Linked DNA regions of Mus musculus: region 2 is linked to region 1. A link is a contact called in public HiChIP or PLAC-seq data. All regions are on one chromosome and are shown on one strand. Each heading gives the region's core, a stretch centred on a gene start, on an enhancer-like site or on the middle of the called end of the contact. The rest is flanking DNA. Distances are from core to core; before and after follow the strand shown. Region 1 overlaps Gm34995 (a long non-coding RNA gene). Region 2 holds the start of Mrps27 (mitochondrial ribosomal protein S27).

Evidence for each region. HiChIP or PLAC-seq counts read pairs in DNA pulled down with a chosen protein or histone mark.
Region 2: an H3K4me3 HiChIP or PLAC-seq map of embryonic stem cells shows a contact between it and region 1, with 4 times the contacts expected there. The contact joins the promoter of Mrps27 here to the enhancer-like site in region 1. A contact is called at or near these places in 20 of 39 promoter capture datasets (the 3T3-L1 cell line, 3T3-L1-derived adipocytes, the C10 cell line and 14 more), 1 of 484 Hi-C or Micro-C datasets (nephron progenitors), 15 of 115 datasets of contacts at active chromatin or transcription factors (T-cell acute lymphoblastic leukemia, bone marrow-derived macrophages, embryonic forebrain and 8 more) and 1 of 9 other capture datasets (adipose tissue).

The regions. Positions count from the first base shown.
Region 1 is chr13:98,828,181-98,834,561 of GRCm38.p6, reverse strand. It overlaps Gm34995 (a long non-coding RNA gene), which reads right to left. Exons shown (of 3, transcript XR_382806.4): 3 at 2,677-2,865. Among named protein-coding and RNA genes, the nearest start is that of Gm34995, 15 kb to the right of the region's middle. Within about 2 kb of position 1,956, at least 81 of the 459 cell types and tissues checked have an H3K27ac peak or open chromatin away from gene starts, as enhancers often do. A contact at or near this core is called in the HPC-7 cell line, bone marrow-derived macrophages, embryonic stem cells and 2 more, where this site is marked.
Region 2 is chr13:99,341,966-99,347,637 of GRCm38.p6, reverse strand. Mrps27 (mitochondrial ribosomal protein S27) reads right to left here and starts at 2,852. Exons shown (of 11, transcript NM_173757.3): 1 at 2,763-2,852. The coding sequence starts at 2,835. Ptcd2 (pentatricopeptide repeat domain 2) reads left to right here and starts at 2,960. Exons shown (of 10, transcript NM_026873.2): 1 at 2,960-3,074; 2 at 4,233-4,325. The coding sequence starts at 2,969.

The DNA.
Region 1 (6,381 bases), core at 707-3,206:
CAGGGAACAAACAAGACAAATTTGGGAAAATACAAACATGAGAATTGGTAGAAAATACTAGCAGAGTGGAGCTTAAACCAGGAACTGGCAGAGGCTATTCTAGGAACTAGCTGAAGCACTACACCCCTGGGCTAGTCCTGTAGGATGCACCAGCTCCTGGGGCTGCAGCTCCCCTATCGGGCACAGAAAATTAGTTACTACTGCAGATCTGACCAGGAGCAGAAGTGAGGCCAGTCTCTTGCCCATCCTTGTCATACCTGAAAGAAGCCAGGCTCTTTCTTCCCCACCCATGCCATTCAGTGACTGTATGGCTCATGTGGGAAGAGTTTGCTTTGCAAGAAAATTAGGAAATGCATAAACTCTAACCTCCAAACTGGCTGTTAAACATCCGCCAAACAGCATAGCTCCAGGGCCAGCTAAGATTGGAGAATGGACAATGCCCTGGAGAGTCAGGGAGACCAGCCCTAGAGGTCAGGTCACCTATAGCCTGTTCCTACCCCAACCAAAACCTGTATTCGCTACCAGGTAAACTGTCCTTTTGAAGTGAGGATCTCCCAAACTACAGATAGGAACAGGAAGTAAGGAATCACCTTTCAGCCGAGCAGTGGTGGCGCACACCTTTAATCCCAGCACTCAGGAGGCAGAGGCAGGCGGATTTCTGAGTTCAAGGCCAGCCTGGTCTACAGAGTGAGTTCCAGGACAGCCAGGACTACACAGAAACTGTGTCTAGAAAAACAACAACAACAACAAAAAAAACAAAAAACAAAAAACAAAAAAGGAATCACCATTCAGGGGGAAAATGGGCTTGAAAAATAGCATCAAATTTAGGAGCAGAGCAGGGCTACCCTGACATAACAAAGGTTATTGGGCACAGATACGAACTTCACATTTAAGTATAGCTAGTATCCTCAGAACCAGAGACACTTGCACATCTATGTTCCTGCAGTCCTGTTCACAACAGACAAAAGTATAGGACCTGGGCTGATGTCCATCAGCCATCATCGATGGATAAAGAAAATGTCCGTGGAGTTTTATTTAGCCATAAAGAAAAAGTAAAATTATGTAATCCAGGGGGAAATGGAGACCATGAAGTTAAGTGACTCACATAAACATGTTTTTTCATGAGGAAATCTCCATTTAAACACCAGCATGTATATGTATGCATGTTTATATGACATGAAAGTATATGAGGGCCTATTGGGAGGAAGAAAGGGGAAGGGAGAGGAAGACAAATAGTGCGTGTTTTCTTATGTGCAGAAGTTAGACAAATATATGCAAATGACAGGAAAGCAGATGGGGAACACCTGGCCAGGAGGAAGGGCACCGGCAGGAGTGGCAGGGATTCTGGGGACTGGGGGGAGGGGCAAAAGTGGACAACTTATACTGATATTATAATGAAAATGTAATAATGTAACCCCTTCATTTGCACCTTAACTAAAAGTATTTTTAAAAAAGCAAAATGAATATCAATGGAAGAAATGAAAGCCAAGCTATCCAAGTATTATTAACATGACAAGGAAAGGCTAGATGTCTCCTGCCTCTCCTTTTAGAAACTAAAAGTAACAAGAATGAGAAACCATGTTGCCAGCTCCACACCTCCCAAACTAAAAGACGTAAGGAGGAGGGAGGCCTCACAGCCACCGGAAGAGACCTACACTCAGCTGTGGGACTGAGAAGCCGGCAGCGCTCATGACTCCGGAGCAGAGCAGAGCAGAGATGAAGAATTAGCAGTCCTAGCCCAGCACGGGGGCATAGGACTTTAATCCAATGCCCTGGAAGCAGAAGCAGGCAGATTCAAGGCTAGCCTGATCTACATAGGGAGTTTTAGAACAACCAGGATAACCTAGAAAGGCCCTGTCTCAGACAAACAGGAAGTAGTCCCATTCTTGGCCTAGTGGTCTGAGGTGTTAGTGGGAACTGAGCAAAAAGCTGAGGGGGCCGATTTGAGTAAGAAGTGGTGCAAATTCACTGATTTTCCAGGAAGCAGCAAGCTGTTGAAGAAAGAGAAGAGGAAGTCTGTCCTGTGACACCCTTTTGGTGTTAACCTCAGATGGCTGCAGAGATGTCAATCCAGCGGAGATGATCCACATGAAGAAATGCTGTTAAGAGGAGAATTTCTGCTGAATGGAATCCAACCCTCCTCTCTCTTACAGAACTCCAGAAATCAAATAAGAATTCACCTTTTAAAGCTGGCATGGTGGTGCACGCCTTTAACCCCAGCACTCGGGAGGCAGAGGCAGGTGGATTTCTGAGTTTGAGGCCAGCCTGGTCTACAAAGTGAGTTCCAGGACAGCCAGGGCTATACAGAGAAACCCTGTCTCAAAAAACAAACAACAAACAAACAAAAAAAATCACCTTTTAAATTTTTTTCAAAAAAATCATAGAAATATGATATATATTATATATATATTTTAAATATATTTTTCACGTGTGTTTTGAGGAGTGAAAACACTAGTTCTGACCAAGTCAATGTCATCCTAACCAGTTTCACTCTGCAGCAGGAATAAAAGGGAGCCAGACAAGTTGTCATGGATTATTGTTACGAATTAACTTTTCACTTGGTTTGCACAGATTTAAAAGTTTGGGAAGAGGAATCATGTAGATAAGTTCATGAATGGTATCTTTCAACGTCAGCAGGTATAGAATAATTACCATATTCACTCATTAATTTAAAATAATATTTAATGTAGAGTTCAGAAGAACATTCCAGAAATAAAGACATCAGCTGATCAGAGGGGCAGACTTCATCATTGACGAAGGTCTCCTTAGCAGAAACAGACGTCCATACTTCCTCTCTTCTAAGGGCAGAGGAAATCGCTGGAGTCCTTGATGCTCTCAATGTGGAGAGGAGACGTCTTTCTCAGCCTATCTGTCATAGATGAACGAATGTCTGGCATCTCAGTACCACGTTTGGGGGCATACAATGATAAGTCTACCTTAGCTTATACAGCGCCATTGAATAAAATGCATGTGGAACATCTTTAACAACATAGGTTTTAATAACTATATTTGACTCGTTTTTATTAGATATTTTCTTTATTTACATTTCAAATGTTATCCCCTTACCTGGTCTCCCTCTGAAGCCCCCCTCCCCCTGCTTACCAACCCACCCACTCCAGTTTCCTGGCCCTGGCATTCCCCTACACTGGGGCGTAGAATATGTTTAACTTTTAAGAAAACAAATCAGAGACTGAAGAGGTGGCTCAGTGGTTAAGGGCACTTGTTTTTGCAAAGGATCTATGTTTGGTTCCTGGCAACCACATGGTGACTCATAATTATTTGTAACACCAGTACCAGGAGATCTGATGCCCTTTTCTGATCCCAATGAGGCTAGGCACATAAGTCTTTCTCACACACAGAGAGAGAGACACACACATACAGGCAAAACACATAAATTTTTCAAACTTTCTTTTAAAAATGGATAATCTTTTAGGAAGGTTTAAAAGATAGGTAGAGGGGCTGGAGAGATGGCTCAGAGGTAGGTTAAGAGCACTGACTGCTCTTCCAGAGGTCCTGAGTTCAAATTCCAGCAACCACATGGTGGCTCACAACCATCTATATCAGGATCCAATGCCCTTTCTGGTGTGTCTAAAGATAGCAACAGTGTACTCATATACATAAAAAAAATAAATCTTTAAAACAAAAAATAGGAAAAAAAATTTAAAAAGCAGGGCAGTGGTGGCTCACACCTTTAATCCCAGCACTTGGGAGGTAGAGGCAGGCGGATTTCTGAGTTCGAGGTCAGCCTGGTCTACAGAGTGAGTTCCAGGACAGCCAGGGCTACACAGAGAAACCCTGTCTCGAAAAAAAACAAAACAAAACAAACAAACAAACAAACAAAAGATGAGTGAAAACAATCCAGGAAATTTCTTTTTTTTAAAGATTTATTTTATTTATATGAGTACACTGTGGCTGTCTTCAGACACACCAGAAGAGGGCATCGGATCTCATTACAGATGGTTGTAAGCCATCATGTGGTTGCTGGGAATTGAACTCAGGACCTTTGGAAGAGCAGTCAGTGCCCTTAACTGCTGAGCCATCTCTCCAGCCCCACAATCCGGGAAATTTAATGATTTGTTTTTTCTTAGTTATGTTTCTAAGTCTCCGTGTGGGAGATAACACGGAGAGAGATACCTGCAGAAGACACAGCACCTGCAGCGTCCAGATCCCTTAGAACTGGAGTTACACATGGTGTGAGCTGCCAGACTGGGGCACTAGGACCCTAACTCTTCTCAAGAGCAGTGTGTGTGTCCTTAACCACTGAGTCACTGTCCTAGGCTGGAGTGTTCAGATGTCGCATATACTTACTATTTAGAATAGAAGAATAATCCTAAAAATCAAGAAAATAAAGCACTATGCAATAATTTTACACAATTGACAACAAGCAAATTGTATTAAAGGTTTAAAAAAAAAAAATACAAAGAATACGACGTTTTTTTCCATGCTCAGAACCGAACCCAGGGTCTCACTCATACTTGGCAAACTGTACCATTGAGCTACATCCACAGCCCAGGATGTGTTTACATTTTTATTATATACATTCTTCACCTCTCTAGTGATATTTATGTTTTTCATATTAAGCATACAAACCATACGGTACATCTGGCTACAGCACTATCCCTTAACCTCGTGGCTACCACCATTATTTTTAAATTCTGGGTAAAATTTCTCTTAATGTTAAAATTTATGTTTCTAAATATGTAGAATATTGACACAAAGCAAAAATTAGAAGGTAATTTCTAAATTTCTAAAGCCAATCTTTGTTTTTCTTTCTCCCTTCTTTCCTTCCTTCCTTGCCCACTCTGTTTTTGTTGTTGTTGTTGTTGTTTCTTTGTTTGTTTTTTGTTTTTTGGTTTTTTTTTGAGACAGGGATTCTCTGTGTAATGCTGGTTGTACTGGAACTCTGTAGACCAGGCTGACCTTGAACTCAGAGATCCGCCTGCCTCTGCCTCTGCCTCTGCCTCTGCCTCTGCCTCTGCCTCTGCCTCTGCCTCTGCCTCTGCCTCTGCCTCTGCCTCTGCCTCTGCCTCTGCCTCTGCCTCTGCCTCTGCCTCTGCCTCTCTGCCTCTGCCTCTCTGCCTCTGCCTCTCTGCCTCTGCCTCTCTGCCTCTGCCTCTCTGCCTCTGCCTCTCTGCCTCTGCCTCTCTGCCTCTGCCTCTCTGCCTCTGCCTCTCTGCCTCTGCCTCTCTGCCTCTGCCTCTCTGCCTCTGCCTACAGAGTGCTGGAACTAAAGGCGTGTGCCACCATCACCTAGCACCTTTTCCTTTTTTAAAGACAGGGTCTCATGGTCTCAGGCCATGACTGTTACATAACTCACTATGTAGGCCAAGCTGGTTTTGAACTCACAGAGAGCCATTTACCTGTCTCTGCCTCTTTTTTTTTTTTTTTTTTTTTTTTTTTTTTTTTGGTTTTTCAAGACAGGGTTTCTCTGTATAGGCCTGGCTGTCCTGGAACTCACTCTGTAGAACCAGGGTGGCCTCGAACTCAGAAATCCGCTTGCCTCTGCCTCCCGAGTGCTGGGATTAAAGGCGTGCGCCACCATGCCCAGCTCTATCTATGCCTCTTGAGTACTGACAGGGACTAAAAGCCTGCCACACCACACCTGACAAAGACTTTAATTTTTTTAAAATTATGTATAATATGTGGAGTCCAGAAGAATGCATCAGATCCCCTGGAGCTAGAGTTACAGGTCGCTATGAACCACTGGGTGTTCTGGAAGCTACACGCCAGTCCTCTGGAAGAGCAGAACCCACTCTTAACCACTGAGTCATCTCTCCAGCCCCTCAATTTCCTTTTCAATAATGTCACCTTAGTCCCCCCTCTTCAGACAGTCATTATCACCACTTGCTTACGTATCCTTTTTTCCAGAGATAGTATATTTGCATTCAAGAAAATAGGTATTAGCCAGGTGTGGTGACGCATGCCTTTAGTCCTAGCACTTGGGAGGCAGAGGCAGGCGGATTTCTGAGATCAAGGCTAGCTGGTCTACAAAGTGAGTTCCAGGACAGCCAGGGTTATAGAGAGAAACCCTGTCTCGAAACACCAAAAAAAGAAAGAAAATAGGTATTAAATTGTACACATATTGTGAGTGTACATGTCTGCATATACATATAAAACATTTATATTCACACAGACTTCTTAAAGCATGTGGTAGTATGTTGTGGTTTTTTTTTGTTGTTGTTGTTGCTGTATACAGACACACCAGAAGAGGGCGTCAGATCTCATTACAGATGGTTGTGAGCCACCATGTGGTTGCTGGGAATTGAACTCACGACCTCTGGAAGAGCAATCAGTGCTCTTAACCACTGAGCCATCTCTCCAGCCCGTTGAATTTTTTTCTTAGCCATGTTTTTCTAGTGGAGATGGTTAGCACCTTGCTAT
Region 2 (5,672 bases), core at 1,603-4,102, 510 kb before region 1:
TCCCAGCAACCACATAGTGGCTCACAACCATCTGTAATGGAATCTGATGCCCTCTTCTGGTGTGTCTGAAGACAGCTACAGTGTACTCACATACATAGATAAATAAACCTTTAAAAAAAAAAGAATCCTGAAAACATTATGGTAAGTGAAAGATACCAGCCTCAAATTATGTCCCACTTAAAAGAAGCATTAGAATAGGGGAATCTAAAGAAAGGAAGCAGGTCACATGTCACCTAGAACTGGGGACGGGGGCTGAGGGAGTAAGAGTGACTAGCAACAAGAGATATAGAGTGTGATAAAAACATCCTGAGTTGGTTGGAAAGATGCTTGCACAATGCTGAAAGTCACACAACTGTGTACTTCAGTGAGTGAGTTGTACTGCATGTGAAGAGAAGGAACTCTAAAATAAAAGGCAGCTACCCAGAGATCATAACAGATCACACAAGGATTACAACCTGAGTTTTATGTCAGTGAAGAGTGACTGCGGATGACACCTAACTTTGATTTCTAGCCTCTACATACATGCATTCATAAAAGCACGATGCAAGCATGCATTCACACACGCACACACACACACACACACACATCTTTCTATGATGCTTTGTGCGTGTCATAAAGTCATAAAGAGCAAAGGTTTCTCCATCACTGCATACAAGCTGAGGTTCTAATAACGTCACAACCAAAGAATTTCTACAGCCAGGGGCAAAAGATGAAAGGAGATGGACACAAAGTGGAAGATCTAGATCAGACTCTCAAACTTTTTATGCATATGAGTCTCATTAAAATGCAGATAGTTTCTCTGTAGGCCCAGATTGCAGAGAGATTCTACTTATCCGACAAGTAACCCAGTAACAACATTCAAAGTGCTCAAAACACATCTGAATGAGTAAGAGTCTTCAGACTCACAGGCTTAGGTCTGGGCCTTGCCAGTCCCCCTCTGCACGTGCCATTCAAAATGTCTCCAAGCATTTTGTTTGTTTGTTTTGTTTTTAAAATAAGAAAATAATGTGATTGTGAAAATAGACAAGCTTTAGCAGCACAATTTAACTTTTAGCCCTTGTGGTGCCAATAATAAATGCTATGAAGATTGGGCAGATCATACACCTCTGTATCTTTTTCATCATACACAAAATGAGGGATACCACCTATCAGCAGGGTGGTTAAGGCTCACTAATGCCTGTCTACGAATTATGGTACCCAGTAAGTTTCCTTCCCCTGTCCTTTTCACATACCTGTTGTTGCTCTATCTCAGTTCATTTTTCTTCTATCTTTTTGATCATTTGGGCTGTATTCTTTCATCCTATTTTAAGTAGACTATGTAGAAGTCTTAAAGTGTTGCATATACTGACTCATCTGTCATGAATTTGTACAAGCTGAGTACTTGAATTAGGGTATTTATACACTGATGTACTTATATTGCCTTCCTATAGCCTCCATCTGTGGTCTAATGCAGTGTCCAAAAAACTTCTGTAGAAATAAAAATGTTACATTTTAAATTGTCCAAGACAAAAGACATCAGCTACATGGATGTACTGACCACATAAAACACTAACTGCCGTGAAGAAACTTAGTTTTTAATCTTATTTATCTTCAACTTAAATTTAAATAGCTACAAGTACTAGCAACTACCAAGTTGGGATAGCTTCAGAGTATAAACTGCCAAAGTAAAGGTTCTCTCAAGTTGCTCTGTGTAGTTTCCATTCCTTTGTTACAATAGTTGCCCCAGCCATTATAAGCAACCAACTTACTCTCCTGTATCTACTAGTGTGGGTCTTATGAAACTTCAAAGAATTTACTACCAATCACAATTAAATATGCCAAATAGCTCTACAAAGCACTCTTAGTGCCAAATATTGTTCGTATCAATTTGTCAAATGTGTGATATGAAGTGTTCTTGCCAGGTAGTTCAAACACTTTATCTTTAGAAAACTCTTGAGGACAACTGTGGAGTTTTTAAATGGCTGTACACTTACAGGAGTGAGAGCAAGTGAGCATTGCTTCTCTTTTTGTGACTGGTGTTAAGGGAGTCTGATTGAAAACAAGCAGCATTGCAAACATCCAAGTGTGGTTAGTTCATTTTACTTCTGTTATCTGGCACATCTTCAAGGATTACGAGATTGTAAGCACTACAAACTCGGGTTTTGCAAAAACTTCAAAACGTATTTTCACCATTAGGTACCCTAAAAAGGCTTTGAGTGATTATGTGATTCAACTCAAGCCATCAAATCGCTCTGCTTGTTTACCTACTGGTGGAAAAAAAAAAAAAAAAAGAAATGTCAGGCAGAAGTTGTGGCCAAGGTCACCAGGTAAAGTGAGGCTAGTGTTGAAAAATTCTTTCAGGAGATGAAGACCAAGGGTTCGGGTCATCAAGTACAAGGCAGTGAGGGAAAACTTTTGCCTGATGACCCTCCAAAGAAATCTCAGGGGAAGAAAACTGTTCTAGCCCACGGAGTGAACATATTTGGGTTTTTCATGATCACCAAGAAGTCTACTAATTTAATACATTAAACTTGCAAGACATACGCAGAACCTCATGCTACAGCCTTCCCCTACTTTTCAAAAGTTTGGAATGGCGGGTACTAGCCTTAAAGAAGAGGGATTATTTTTCCTTTCTGGGTTACCAATACCCTAAACGGCTTCTCTAGCAACCGGATCCCAGACGCACTTATGCGCTTCCTGGAAGCCCATCACCCCCTTCCTTCAATAAACAGCGTGCTGGGAGGCCTAAATGGAGCTGCAGCTCCAAGGCAGCAGCCACCAACCTGCGAGGCAAAGGCGAGACGCGTCTAGTCGCCGAGCCAGGAGCATCCCACACCGCACCATGGGAGCCGCCATCTTGGAGCGCACCAAGTGGAAGGCGGGCGTGGGGGGACAGGCACAGAGCCCGCCTCCGCCGGAAGTGGTCCTACCACCTCAGAGGTCCCCCCTGCCCGGGTCCCGCAGATGGTGCAGCCCGGCCCGGAACAACATGGCTACAGTGTTTCGGCCCCTGGAACGCCTGCGGGTGCCGCGTCCTTCGCTGCATCCCGGGGTGACGGGCTCAGGCTCCGCCTGCTGCCGCTGCACTCTCGGAGGTACGAGCGGCCGCACGCCTGGAAGGAGGGAGGGTGGAAGAGAAGGGAGCGTGAGCCCACCGCGGCCTCTCTTTTTGGAGGAGGCTCGTGCGCCCTTTCCCTTTTGCTGCACGCGTGAGCAGCCCGGTTTGCTTCCGGACTGTGAACCCCTCTGCTCTGTGCCTGGAAAGCAAAGGGCAGCTAGGGACTGCACTTGCAAAGGTCCAAGTTGCTCTTCGAGAACATACCTCAGTCGTCGGGTGTCCTTTTCTGCAAGGTTTTGGTGCGGAGTTTAAGAGATGGGAACCCAAGCTGTGCTGCTTACATTCTCAAAGACTCGAGGCAGGCGTCCTCATCCCCCAAATTATTCCTTACCGCCTTTCTGAAGGCGTGACTGCTATTGATAATAAAATTATTATAATGTGGGCGCGCACACACACACATAGCATCCAGTGACAGAGGTACCCTTCTTCATTTACAGAATAGGAAGTAGACAAGGTTGTCACTCGCCCAAGGTCACAGGGAGCTGGCAGATGCTGTATTTGAACTAAAGACCCAGATCTGACAGCGTCACAGGACTGCCTTTTCATAAACAACTATTTTTGTTACTACCTTACTGTGTCAGATCTCAGTGCACGGTTCATCTGTTTTTATCTCATGCACAGCCAACGATGCAGAAGGGTACATTCCAGACTTGCTGATCTGTGGTCAGTGATTTCTGATCTAGGGTTACTGAGTCCAGATCTGAAAGGCTATCTTCAGTGCCGAAGTTTCAAAACTGGAAGTCATGATATAGCTTTTCCCAATATTTCATGTTTCTCCCAAAATAAACCAAGCAAAAGTGTGTGTGTGTGTGTGTGTGTGTGTGTGTGTAGGTGTCTGCAGTGTGTGTGTGTGTGTGTGTAGGTGTCTGCATTGCTAGCCCCCAACTAGATAGCAAATGCCCATTTGTTCTTCATAGCTCATCTTGTCAACCAGTCTTCACACTCCATCAATCCCTACCTCTTTCAAATGTAAGACTTGCATTCAATACTTGACTGGAGATGTTTGCTTCTCACCAGGGATATATAGTATTTGTACCTCTCTGGATGGATCCTTTAGAGGCAACCATGCTCTTATTTGCTGCGGGGGAGGGGGAGAGCAATCAAAATGACTTTATTTTCTTTTTCTACTTTTTAGCTAAAAGATACCTACTCACAGATAACATTGTGAAGTTAAAGGAATTTCAACATAAGAAGATAGCTATTGCATATAACCTACCTGGCACCAAAGGTAATATCTGTTTTATTAATTCTTTAATCGTCTGTCATTCATATTTCTCCTTTGTCTCTATTCACTCTTTCAAGACCTATCTCATAGAGAGAAAAAAGACAGAGTGACCATTAGTTTCCTCATCAACCCTTTCTCTCAGACTCTGGTACTTCAAGTCCATGGCTCTTCCTTTAGCCCTGCCCCTAGGAACCCCACGAAAATAGTGATATTAGCCCTGTGGCCAGTCATCTAGATCTCTGCTGCTCAGAATATGATTTGAGGACCATCATCAGCATCAATTGGGAGATCGATAGAGATAGACTTGGAAAGGCAGCAGATTGGAATAGACTACATAGTTCAAGAGTCCAGGCTTTCAAATGTTGATTAAGTATACCGTAGACCTGTGATATACTTGTAGGTCAGTAAGACCATGGTGTGGTAGTACATTTGGATTTTTCACACTTTAGAATCTAGGATTTACTTTGAAAAGCTCACTGTATTTAGGCTACACAGAAGAATCAAAATTAGCAAACTTGGCACCTGTTAAGACTGATTGCCAGATGAGGGTCATTATACTGGTTTTTTTTTTTCCCTCCTACTTTTGAGAGATACTTAAGGAGTTAAAAGTGCTTGCTGCTATTCCAGAGAGCCTGAGTTCGGTTCCTAGCACTCACATTGGGTGACTTAGAACTGCCTATAATGGTCTAGCTTCAACTCCTCCGTTGCCCTCTTCTGGTCTTTGCAGGCATAAATGTGCACAAACCTTTGTGCAGACATGCATGCCTGCATAAAATCAAAATATTTAAAACATGTAAAAAGCACTAAAAACATGAGGACACCAGTTCTTTGGCTTTAGTCCCTGTCATATCTTAGCAATCTTGTGTTCATTCCCTCTGTCCTGCAGGTTGAAGACTTCAAACTCCTTGATAAGCATATCTAAGACTTCCTCTGGCTTTTGTTGATTCGTTTTTAAAAGACCTCATTGGTTACTATTGACCTAAGACAGTTTCACATATGAACATCACACCCTGCCCACTCTTACCATCATCTCCCTACCTCCACTTCTAAACCTTTCTCTCACGTTCCTGCCTATGCAGCTTGCCTTGTGACCCTCTGATACACACCCAACACTCCTTCCTCTTGCCACCGCCAGTTCCCAGCCAGATCCCACTGAGAGACTGACTGACACTTCATGCCTCCATCCCTCCCGTCCTGTTCCTTCTCACTGCTTTTCAGGGTCAAGCCCTAGCAGTCAAGGAGGCAGTCTGTGGGCGTTTTGCTTGCATGTATGTACTATGTGTTTGCAGTGCTAAGGCCAAAAGAGTGCACTGAGTCCTCTGGAGTTCCAGAGAGTGGTTAGCTGCCATG